3 separate regions of the Sus scrofa genome follow, and regions 1 and 3 are each linked to region 2. A link is a contact called in public Hi-C data. All regions are on one chromosome and are shown on one strand. Each heading gives the region's core, a stretch centred on a gene start, on an enhancer-like site or on the middle of the called end of the contact. The rest is flanking DNA. Distances are from core to core; before and after follow the strand shown. Region 1 has its middle 170 kb from the start of CITED2. Region 2 overlaps LOC110259987 (a long non-coding RNA gene). Region 3 has its middle 550 kb from the start of CITED2.

The links. Hi-C and Micro-C count contacts between places; a contact is called where the count stands out from the background.
Region 1: a Hi-C map of liver shows a contact between it and region 2, with 4 times the contacts expected there. The contact joins two enhancer-like sites. A contact is called at or near these places in 2 of 47 Hi-C or Micro-C datasets (embryonic fibroblasts and liver) and 1 of 2 datasets of contacts at active chromatin or transcription factors (alveolar macrophages).
Region 3: a contact with region 2 is called in a Hi-C map of liver, with 4 times the contacts expected there. The contact joins two enhancer-like sites. A contact is called at or near these places in 2 of 47 Hi-C or Micro-C datasets (embryonic fibroblasts and liver).

Annotation. Positions count from the first base shown.
Region 1 is chr1:24,980,822-24,985,004 of Sscrofa11.1, reverse strand. No RefSeq gene overlaps it. Among named protein-coding and RNA genes, the nearest start is that of CITED2, 170 kb to the left of the region's middle. Within about 2 kb of position 2,339, at least 1 of the 83 cell types and tissues checked has an H3K27ac peak or open chromatin away from gene starts, as enhancers often do. A contact at or near this core is called in liver, where this site is marked.
Region 2 is chr1:24,836,023-24,840,036 of Sscrofa11.1, reverse strand. All of the region lies in intron 2 of LOC110259987 (a long non-coding RNA gene), which reads left to right. Among named protein-coding and RNA genes, the nearest start is that of CITED2, 320 kb to the left of the region's middle. Within about 2 kb of position 2,641, at least 8 of the 83 cell types and tissues checked have an H3K27ac peak or open chromatin away from gene starts, as enhancers often do. A contact at or near this core is called in liver, where this site is marked.
Region 3 is chr1:24,603,935-24,608,037 of Sscrofa11.1, reverse strand. No RefSeq gene overlaps it. Among named protein-coding and RNA genes, the nearest start is that of CITED2, 550 kb to the left of the region's middle. Within about 2 kb of position 1,792, at least 12 of the 83 cell types and tissues checked have an H3K27ac peak or open chromatin away from gene starts, as enhancers often do. A contact at or near this core is called in liver, where this site is marked.

The DNA.
Region 1 (4,183 bases), core at 1,090-3,589, 150 kb before region 2:
TCATTCTTCCACTCCATGAGCATGAGATATTTTGTTTTGTTCTTGCTGTTTATTAATTGAATTTTGTCCTCTCAAAATTTGTGTGTTAAGGTCCCAGTACCCCAGAGTGTGATATTGTTTGAAAAAAGTGTTTTTGAAGATGTAATTAATCAAGATGAGGTCATACTGAAGTAGGATTGGCCCTAATCCAATATGACTGGTTTCTTTTTATTTTTTTATTTGTTTATATTTGATACTTTGTACTACTGCAAGACAGTTGTGATATCAGTTTCAAAACTGACATTTTGATCTTTTATTCTTTTTTTATTCTTTTTTAATTTTATCTTTTCTATTTTTCTATTCATTTTATTTTTTTTTATTTTTTTTATTTTTTTTATTTTTTTGTCTTTTTAGGGCTGCACTCAAGGCATATGGAGGTTTCCAAGCTAGGGATTGAATCAAAGCTGTAGCTGCTGGCCTATGCCACAGCCACAGCAACACCAGATCTGAGCCGCATCTGCAACCTCCACCACAGCTCATAGCAATGCTGAATTCTTAACCCACTGAGCAAGGCCACAGATCAGACCTATGTCCTCATGGATCCTAGTTAGGTTTATTTCCACTGAGCCATGATAACTCCAAGGTAGCTTTTTAAAACTGGAAATGTGGGAGTTCCCATTGTGGTTCAGCAGAAACAAATCTGACTAGGAACCATGAGGTTTCGGGTTTGATCCCTGGCCTCATTTAGTGGGTTAAGGATCTGGCATTGCTGTGAGCTGTGGTGTAGGTTGCAGATGCAGCTTAGATCCCACGTTGCTGTGGCTGTGTTTTAGGCCAGCAGCTGTAGCTCCAATTAGACCCCTAGCCTGGGAACCTCAATATGTCGTGGGTGTGGCCCTAAAAAATAAAATAAAATAAAATAAAATAAAATAAAATAAAATAAAACTGGAAATTTGGACAGGAACATGCACACAAGGTGAACAGCATGTGAAGATGAAGGCAGAGATTTGGGTGATGCTTCTACAAACTAAGGAATGCCAAACACTGCAAACTGCCAGAAGCATAAAGCTTTTCCCTTACAGCTCTCAGGAGGAACCAACACTACTGAATTCTTGCTCTTGGACTTTTAACCTCCCAAACTGTGAGACATTTCTGCTGTTTAAGCCACAAGGTTCATGGTATTTTGTTATGGCAGCCCTAGTAAACTAATATACTACTGTACCCTGTTTCTAGAACTGTGACTAAATAAATTAAGCATTCAATAAAAATTTTTTTATGGCCACACCCATGGTATATGGAAGTTCCTGGGCTAGGAACTGAATCCAAGCCTCATATGCAACTTCTGCTGCAGCTGCAGCAGCACCATATCCTTTGACCCTCTCCACTGGGCTGGGGATTGAACCTGTGCCTCTGCCAAATCTGTCTGATTCTTAAATCTACTGAGCCATAGCAGAAACTCCCAGTAAATATTTTTTTGAGTGACTGTTGAAAATAAATAAATGGATGAATGAATGAATATATTTTACCTCAGGAAAGTCATTTATTTTTTTCTAGTCCTCAGTGTTGTCATTTGTAAAATGACATCTGCTACAGTGTAGAAGATTTATCCAGTTCTTGTCTGTTCTACTACATTCATAAAAAAGAACTCTTATGACAGAAAAATTGATCATATATTAGAAGTTATCCAGAGAGCTTATTTAATCAGACTCTCTATTAAAAAAATACAAGCAGACATGAGTTTTAGGGATGATTGAAATTTTAATTTGACCTGAGGCAATACTCTGAAATGAATAATTTCCTGAGTTTGCTTTCAGATTTTGATCCTGTGTTTTTCCTTGACGAATTTATCTATTTATAGCAATCAGGTCAGTGAGACTGTGTGAGTTATAGGCAAAGTGATTTCATCGCACTCCAGGCTCAACTATATTTCAGAATAGAATCTTCCTTATTGAGGACTGAGCCATCAGCAAAGACATGGTACAGGAATTGAATTAGAACAGAATGCAGAAAATTGTCTTCATAGTTGAGAAGTTTGGGCGTGTCATTACCTGAGATGATATTAAATTTATCAGTGTGCCTTCAAATAATAAGCTTTGAAGAAGGAGCTGGATGAACAGTGAGCAGAACTCCAGAGAGTGATCTGGATGTGGAAGATTCATTAGTCTGGATGCTATCTGGAAAGCTTCAGCTGGCCAGAATGAGCTTATATGTTAAGACTGGCTTAGGTGGGCTCTCCAGGGTTGATTTGCAGAGGTAATTCTTCAGAAACCCAGTTCACTGGACAGAGCTCTGGCTCCATTTCCTTTTTTAGATCCTTTACCTTCCAGTGAAACTACAGGGCCCTGTTCTCCCCAACCCTGTGTTCAGAACCTTTGACCCCTCTAGTGTGGAAGTCTTCCAAGTGTCCTATCATTGAAAGTTAACATTTTCTGCTTTATTCTTTTTCCTTCTACTCTTTAGAAACTCGTATTTCCTGAGGTGGATATTTACGCCAATAAAAGAATCGATTACTCAGTGTGCAAAACTCTTGGATGGATGGGTGAGGAGGGTAAAAAATTTATAGCTTCAGTAGATTCATCTTCTCTCATTAGTGGTCTGCTGTGTCCTTTGGGGAAGATATTTTGAGCCAGGATTTTGGTACTTTTCAGCTTCGCTAACTCTTGGATTCTCTTAGGTACCCATCACAGTGTTAAATATATGAAATTAAAATCAGCAAAGAGCAGAATATCCTTCTTGCTTTCCCATCCCTACCCCAGTTTTGCAAATGGGTCAATAAAAATAGTGTCCTTGGTGTGGGCAAGGGTGTAAATTCATACAGTGAAAACTCAAATGGAAAACAAATCCCCAGAACACAGGCTATATTTCAAATCCTTGGATTATGGAGAGCAGTTAGAGAAGAAACCTTAAATGTCATCTAATTTAACTCACTTATTTTACAGATTAGGAAAGAGAATGCTCTAAGAGGTTTTCTGACTAGCAGACCTTATATTCTTCATGTAGCTCTATATTTTTATATATTTAGGATTTTTGTTTGTGTGTTTGTTATTCTTCCTTGCATTATCTCTGCCTGATCTAGGGCAATATATATATATATATATATATATATGTATGTATATGTATATATGTATATGTGTATATATATATGTATATGTGTATATATATATGTATATATATATGTATATGTGTATATATATATATGTATATATATGTATATGTATATATATATATATATATATATATATATATATATATATAAATAAATAAAATAGGAGTGTGGGTGAATCAACCAAGATCAAAGAGCTAGCAAACTGAAAGAACTTGGATGAAAGTTCATATTCCCTGGTTCTTAGTTCCTTGCTCTGTGATTTGAGCATTAAAGCAAATCAAAACTGGGTGAAGATTAGAATTTGTGGTTCCTAGACTCAGATAAAATGGACTGCTGTGTTATTCTCTATAGTCTAATATTTGTTATCAGCCTCTATGGCAATGGTTCTATTTCTTCTGGAGGATGGAGTAATGATCCCCATTTGAGATTCTGAATATCAGGAATCCTCTTCTCAGAAAAATGTACACACACAGTTTGCACATAAGTTCAGCAGATTGAGGGAAGGCCCCTAAGCTCTGAACTAATGTTCTAAATATTAATGTCAACTCATGTTTATTGAGTGTTTTCTATGTTCTAGGCATTATTATTAGGAATTTACATGTACTACATCGTTTAACTCCTGTGGCACTTAAAAGCAGGTTTCTTTCTAATTTCCACTCTATAGAAAGAATAGAGACATTTAGAGAACGTCTGTTTATTTAACACTATTTAAAAAATACTGATGATTCCAGGTGCTAAGGACACAATGCTACAAAAAATGGGCCCTTTACAAATCCAACTAGTATCCATGAGGATGTGAGTCCAATCTCTGGCCTTGCTCAGTGGGTTAAAGGATCTGGCATTGCCATGAGCTGTGGTATAGGTTGCAGATGTGGCTTGGATCCCATGTTGCTATGGCTGTGGTGTAGGCTGGTAGCTGCAGCTCTGATTTGACCTCTAGCCTGGGAACTTCTATATGCCATTGGTGTGGCCCTAAAAAAAAGAGGAGGGGCAACGCCTGCCCCCATCAAACTTGGAATCCAATGAAGCAGGCTGATTGCATGTTTACACAGAAATATGCCACAAAGCAAACAGACATGGAGAAGTGTGTCAGGCAGT
Region 2 (4,014 bases), core at 1,392-3,891:
TTTGAGAAGCTGCTAAATTTGGTGCTTGGCAGAAACCATAACACACAGGGAGAAATACATGAAGTGTAAACCTAAAATATCAAAACTCTTTGACATTTCAAACTAATTTCAAATGTATAGAGAGTATAAAATCATAACATCTACATAAATCAGCTGTGTAGACAATCTATATAAGTGAAAGCAAAAAAAGGGAAGTATTAATGCATAATAGATGTCTTTAATATATACCTATCATTTTATAAATCTAATGTTTGCATATGAATGGTAATTTAGCCCAAGAGAAAAGAGCCTATATATTTTTCCTAGTGATTAAAAACAGTGTTAGAATTTGCCAAAAATGAACAATTAATGTGTGGACCAACAAGAAAGACTAGTGTTGTGATAAGAAATAGAATTATTTCCCTGGAAGAAGACCTGGGCTTAAGTCCTGGCTTCATACGTATTTACTGTATAACTTTAGGGCAATTTACTCAAGAGTCTACATCTCAATTTCTTCATCTGTAAGATGGACATAATAATAACCACCACTCTGAATTGCTCTAGAGATCAAAATGGGACAATGTTCGTGAAAGCATAAAAGCACTGTGCAAACTCTAAAGCCCTCCATAAATACAAAATGTTTTTTAATTAATTAATTAATTTATTTTGCTTTTCAGGGTCGTACCCATGGCAGGTGTATGGAGGTTGACAGGCTAGGGGTCAAATTGGAGCTATAACTGCTGGCCTATGCCTCAGCCACAGAAACAGAGGATCTGAGCCACGGCTGCAACCTGCACCACAGCTCACGGCAATGCTGAATCCTTAACCCACTGAGTGAGGCCAGGGATCAAACTCGCAACCTCATGGTTCCTGTTCGGATTCATTTCCTCTGCACCACAATGAGAACTCCTAATTTTTTGTTAATTGTAAATTATACCAAGGGTTCCTGGCATTAACTGAGACAGAAGGTCTAATGCGGTTTAAGAAAAATTTTACTTTTAAATACGGCAAAGAGAAATTATTAATTAGATTGGGATGTTATTCATGACTATTTCTTAGGTGTAGACATTTAGGCAGCTGTTAATGAATTGTAATTTTTCCCTCAACCCACCAAGGAATTTTCATCAATAATATGGATATTTCCATGGATTTAAGTACCAAAATGATTTGTGAGTAGGTAAGAAAATGACTTAATTCTAGGCATATATTTAGACATTCTACTCCCCCCCATAGCAAACTGATGTCATTGTGATTAGAGAGAGTTTGGCAGAGATGATGCAATAAGAATGACTGTTCAGTGTTTGGGGAAATTCCAGGAAAATTGGATATTAAGGGAAAACCCATAAATTGGTGTTTGAATCCAGGCCCATTGCTGGTCCTTAGGCTCCCAGGTCTTTGGAAGGATAAGTCAACATTGTCCTCTGATATGCAGATGTCCTTATGGAAGCAATGTGTGCACAGCCCAGAGGAGATTCTGACTGAGGTTCTGCTGCATTTGGCTCCAGAGCTCAAGTTACTACTAGTAATAGGCTTTTATTCAAATATCTGTCAGTGAGTAATTGTAGTCAATGGAAATTGCTAATGAGTAACAGGGAGATGGATTTGGCATTGCATTTTGAAGAATAGAACAACTGCTTAGTATTTATTCTGCCTATGAATCTGCACTTCAAGTATTTGTTAGTCATCCAGATAACTTCTCCTTGGTAAATATATTTACAAAACCAACTTTTTTTGATTGTTGCTAATTTTTTGTCTTCCAACACTTTTGGCCATCTTTTTAAGGTGTTTCTATTAGGATTAAATTTTCCATGCAGATTTGAATTAAATGTTATCTTCTTTCACCTCTGAATGCAAGATTTCCCCTTTATATTTTTGAAGATAAAAATATTTCTGACTGTTAAACATTCTAGCCATACAAGAGCTGATGGGATAGCAGTGGTTTAATGGGTATAAAGTTTCAGTTTTCCAAGATGAGGGGAGTACTGGCAGTTGGTTGCACAACTGAATGTGCTTAATACCACTCGCCTATGTACTGGAAAATGGTTAAGATGATACAATTTTTGTTAGGTGTATTTTAATCAAAATTAAAAATTAGAAAAATTTCTTCCCTTTATCCATGTCTCAGTCCTACTTTCTTCCCCAAATCTGGTTGTAGAGCCAGGTCAGCCTCGTAACTTTGTAACTTTCAACATGGTTACAGACTTTGGGAGACAGGCAGCCCTTTCCCAATCAAAGCAAAACTTCTTCACAAAGAATCCCATTAATTATAGTGGTTATCAGTTCCATTTTTTATAGCATAATCTTACAAGTTTTTGCAAAATGAATACATTTTCATATTCATATTATTTTGGTTTCTGATTCATTTTTCATAAATGGAGACATTTTAAGATCATGAGAAAGACAGCCCAGATACCATCACTGGGGTTTTCCCCTTCTGTGACAGCTCACTCAGGAACCCAGGGGCTACAGTGAAAGAAGAGAAAACTTAATTTTAGCTTGTCACCTAATCAGTGCATATTTTCTTTAATATAGCGGCCTCATCCCTATATACCTGTTTGTTCCACATTATTGACGAAATAAATACTAGCAACTGGGGTGGATCTGCCTAAGTAGCTGTTGCATGTCCTGTTCCTTGTTCTCTGAGTCATGCCTTCCCCAACTGTGTTTTTGCCAAGACTGTGCACAAACAAGTTGTTCATTGTTTAATCTGTCAGTGGGGCCAGGACTTGAAGCTTCTACAAGCTTCAGGTATTATTCAACCCTACTCTGTCTTTCTCACCCTTTCTTTTTAAGTGTTTTTGACCTCAGAGAAAATATTTTTCACATACTTTTCTAAAAGGAAAAATCTCTGTATTTAAATTTCCTCTTATAATAATATATGTATTTTCAGATCTCTTCCTTCATTGCTAGAGCAGATAAATATTAATTGGGAACTTTGGTTCATACCTGCTTCACAGCAGTGTGCTCATTAGGTGCTTGGTATGAGTGAGAAGCGTGATGTGACTGCAAGGGATGTCATTTGAATTTTGAGGGCATATTAAGAGAGCTGCCAGGGGAAAGGAGAAGTGGGAGCAAGGGACACGCTGCTTTATGGTGAGACTATACCTGCAGCCTGGTGGTCTTTTCTGGGTAGTACTTTGATTTCAGAGGGTGGGGGGGGGCGGGGGGCAGGACTTGGAACTCTAGCAGCTGAGGGAGGAAACCCGAAACCACATCCTTCATTAATTTAATCATTTATTTATATTTAACTCCTAATCTGTGTCTTCTCTTGGCAATGGGGTGAGAAAAAAATAAACGAACAAACATGTAAAGTCCTGATCTTTATGGAACTTACATTCTGGTTTGGGCAACAATCCATAAATAATCAGACAAATCAATAGGAAACTATTATGTAGTGATAAGTGCTGGGAAGAGAAATAAGTGAGAGTTAAAGGATTTAGAGTGATTGGGGCACTGGTTTTGAGAGCATTCAAGGATCATTCTGAGGAAGTGACACTGAGTAGACTCCTGAAGTAACAGAGTGGGTCATGGAGTATTGGGGGCAGGGTATTCCAGGCAAAGGGAATAGCCAATGAACCTGAAACGGTGCTGTAGACTGAATGTTTCTGCCCCTCACCTAAATTATTCTTGTATGGAAACCTGATCCCCAGTGTGATGGCATTTGGGGGCAGGGCCTTTGGGAGGTGATTAGGTCATGAGGGTGGAGCCCCCATGATGGAGGGTTCCCTTGCCCCTTCTACCATGGAGGACACAGTGAGAAGATGCTGTCTGTGAACCAGGAAGTGGGCTCTTAACAGACACCACATCTGTCAGTGTCTTGATCTTGGATTTTTCAGCCCCCAGAGACTGTAAGAAATGAATTTCTGTTGTACATAAGCCACCCAATCTAAGCTATTTTGTTATCGCAGTCTGAACAGACTGAGACAGGTGGGCACATGAGAAGCAAGCAAACTTTGAGGCTAAAGTGAGAGAGATGTTAGTAGAAGTAGGATTGGAGAGAGGGTCTTGTGGGCCCTGATATAAGCATTACTTTTG
Region 3 (4,103 bases), core at 543-3,042, 230 kb after region 2:
GAGAAGCTAGAATGATCCAGGCAATCAGGGATGCAAGTCCAGATGAAAGGAGTGGCAGGAGATAAACACAGCTTTCTCAGTAAAATGTAGCTTTCCTTTTCTTCTTTTTCCAAGCATAATGTTTGTGTCTTTCCTGCTGCCAATCCCATTCATCATGTACTCCAGACAGTCTTATACCTGTCTAATCCTTACTATTTTTATTTCTGCTGTGTTTTTCACATTTGCATTCTGAGTGTTCTCTGCATAGTGTCTTAAAACAAATCATCAGAGGGTACTTGCTAAATGGGATGAGTATACCCCCGTGGAAAGCAAGATAGGCAAAAGCAGATCAATCCAGTTTTGTGCCACAGACTCACTACTTACCAACTCTATGCTTTTAGTCAATGCTCATTTTTTTTTTTTTAGAATCTCAACTTCCTCATCTATAAAAAATATTAGAGTAAAACATTATGCATGGGATTGTGGGGAGGAAGGATATCAAGTATAATATGGCAGACCAAGTTCCGGATCCAGTGGAGGAATCATATATCTTATTTAGTTCTCTTCTCTCTTCCCCTCAATGAACTAAACTATTAAACATTTGAGAGAGTGTCTTATAGAAGAATGGAAAGGATAATAAAATAAATAATAAAAAAGTTAAGTGCATTAATAAAAATACAAGTAAATAAGGGTATTTGATTAATGATCATCCTACAAACCATGGTTAATGATGCTTTGCCCCCAAAGCTACATGTATTATTAGTCTTTAGACAAAGCCTCAGTTCATAACCTGTACATTCATTAAACCTGAAATAGGCAAATGGATTATACTCAAAAGTCAATAGGCTGGATAAAATCACTTCTTAAGTAACATTTTCTATTTGTTATTGGCCCATTTGGACCTCAAGGATAAAAGATATTACTTATCAACTAATTTATACAGTGATGAGAATGAGAGATAATATAATGGATGAGAGAATCAAGATGAAAAATTATTTCAATAGGCTCAAATAATGGACCAAAACTAACAAGTAAAATTTAACAGGAATCAAGTTGAGACCTGCATTTGGGTTAGGTTCATGCTGTTAATTCCATATTATAAGAGAGAAGAGACATGTCTAGAAAATAATTCATGTGAAATCTATCTTGGAATTTTAGTTGACCAAAACTAAATGAGCTTACAATGTGAAGTGATTTTGAAAAATAGAAAATGACATATGAGGTTAATAAAAGAAGTAGGGACCATGAAAAATTATAAAAAGGATTTGCACTATTTTTTTACTAGTATTCATTCACCATCATCCAGTCGAATTCCTATATCAATCTAATAAAATATTCCCAAAGTCTTTGGGAGAGCTGTGTTTTCCATCTGTCCCTGGGATAAACTTTGGTCTCATTCCATTTGTTATGTTTTGGTTAAATGCCTCTTTAGCATCCCAATGAGGGCACAGCAGTTTGTAAAGGTGATATCTTGTAGTTTTATGTGTACATTTGTACGTGTGCACATCTAGGAGAGCCGGATGGCATTTAGATCCCAAGAATGGGAAAAAAAAATTTTTTTCCCATATGAGATTCTCCAAATGTTCTAGTCAACTCTTAGCTCTGACATCTTCCCACTTACTCAAGTTCATGAGATTCGATAGCCCTGTGGGGACTCTCATGTGCTTAATTAACACTGGGGCCAGGGGAGTACAGCTGTGAATGTTTGCTATGGCCATGGTCACTGATTGTTCTCCTGGTTAGGTAAGCAGTGCTAAGCTCTGTGTACACAATTGTGATTGCGACAACCATCACTACCTATTTTGGTGCTCAACATGAGTCAGCTTCCTTACTAGCTCTTTACCCTATTCAGTGACATGCTGCCATCTAGAGTCTTGTGTCCAGCCAAGGGATGTCTACTGGTTGTTCAGAGCTACCTATCCCCATTGCCCCATCTCATGGACCTGTGGCTTCCAAAGTCAAACACACATGCAAATAATAACAATGAAAAAAACATACACCTTGCCTTCTGACGTTTCAACATTCAGTAGAGAAATATTGGGATTTTTGTGAAGCTCATGGATTCTTTTCTTCCCTTGGCTGTCTTGTAGGGTGCCACACCTTGTGGTGAGGGAAAAAAGTCTTATTGTTAAAGACTTTCTTTTCCACTGGTGAGACTATTTAGAATCTGGTTCGAAAAGATAATACTGGTATAGACGTAATTAATAGTAATTTCTTTCATTTGGATCTGTGTACACATATGTGTGGGGAAGCTTGGGGTCCAGAGTGCCACCAAACTTGATGAACAGCATCTATGTAATCTGGGTCTATAGATTTGCTCCCAATATCAGAGTACCTCCTATACTCTTAAAAAGCATGTACTTTCATGGTGAAGTGGCAGAGGTGAGGGTGATCTTTGTTCTTAGATACCTGAAATTATCTTCAGCTACTATGTCAAGTCTGCTAGTGATATAAGCAGATTTCCTTGAGGACATCTTCTGTGGTTTTTCAGCCAACGGATATCCTTTGTACACTAGTAATCCTAAAATACCGGGTTGAATAAACAGATGAATCAGTGGACATGTTCGTGTATTTCTTTTTATTGAACTCAGTCTTACTAAATCACAGGTGGATTCTTTCCTTCCAGAGGACAATGACAAAAGGGCCATCAAGATGATGGAATGAGTTGAAGGCCAAGCCCTGTAGGGAATATTGTATGAATGGAGGACATTTCCCTTGTAGAAATGAAGAAGTGAAGACAGAGCAGACATGATGATTATTTTTGTATACTTGAAGGGATGATGTGTCGAGTGGATTTCTGTTTAACTTTAGAGGGTAGAACTCAGATCTGAAAGTAGAATTTTTAGTGAGGCAGATTAAATAACAAGTTTGAAATAGCTAGAGCTCTTAAAAAATGAATTCAACTTCCCTTGTGAAGCAGTGGATTCTCAATCATTGAAACTGTGTAAACTGAAGCTCATAGCTCTCTGAAAGGAATTTGATAGCAGTGGGAAAACTAGATGCATAATGGAGGTTCCTTTCATTTAAAGACTTGATAATCCCGTGATCTAGACCTAAGGATGTTTGTTACAATATTTCTGTCTCTCATACTTTTTTAGAAGGTTTGCTCTTCCCTCAGCTGTTTTCATATTTATCTTCAACCTTTGCATTTCTACATTCAATGATATGAATAATTTAAATGTGTAGGCTGAATGGCCAATGTTACACTCTAGGTACCTGTCTCTTTGTCTTCAAAAAAATGCAGCATCACTTTCAGCAATTATTTTATGACTGTACCCTTTTCCTAGGTACAAGGATGCTAAGGAAAAAGGGCATTAAACATTGGAAGTAACACTAAAGTTGTTTTTATTTGTTGATTCATGAATCTAGGAATATCCATGTTTTTTTAACTTTTATTTCCCCAATACAATTTTTTTTTCTACTGTATAGCATGGTGACCCAGTTACACATATATGTGTATGTTCTTTTTTCTCCCATTATAATGATCCATCATAAGTGACTAGACATAGTTCTCAGTGCTACACAGCAGGATCTCATTGCTAATCCATTCCAAAAGCAATAGCTGGCATCTATTAACCCCAAGCTCCCAATCCATCCCCTTCCTTCCCCTCCCCCTTGGCAACCACAAGTCTTATCTCCAAGTCCATGATTTTCTTTTATAACCTGTTAATTATAAATACTCATCATTTTAAAATGTTTTATTCCAGTCACTTTGATTATTCACAATTACATAGAACCAAAAGTTGCCAGGATAAAACACAGGAATCATTCTTAACGTGATTGGTAGCAGAATAAGACATTCTGAAGATGTTCTTATTTTCAAGTTTAGTGGTACTTGATTCTTGATTAAGAATTAGTCAATAGGAATAAAATCTCTCAAATCCCTCTATTAAGATACTACTGTGTTCAGCTTTTGAAAACTTTCATCAAATTCAGCAAGAAATTTATAACATAGGAGTTTTCTATTTTTTCTTTTCACTTAAAATTTCATTTAAGAGGATGGAAAGAGAGTTGATCTTCCATATAATATTATGTTAAAGGCAAATAAGAAAATCTGAAGAAGATAGAGTTGAAAGTTCACTTAATAATTTTTGGATACGTGAAAGAGAATATCATAGTCATTA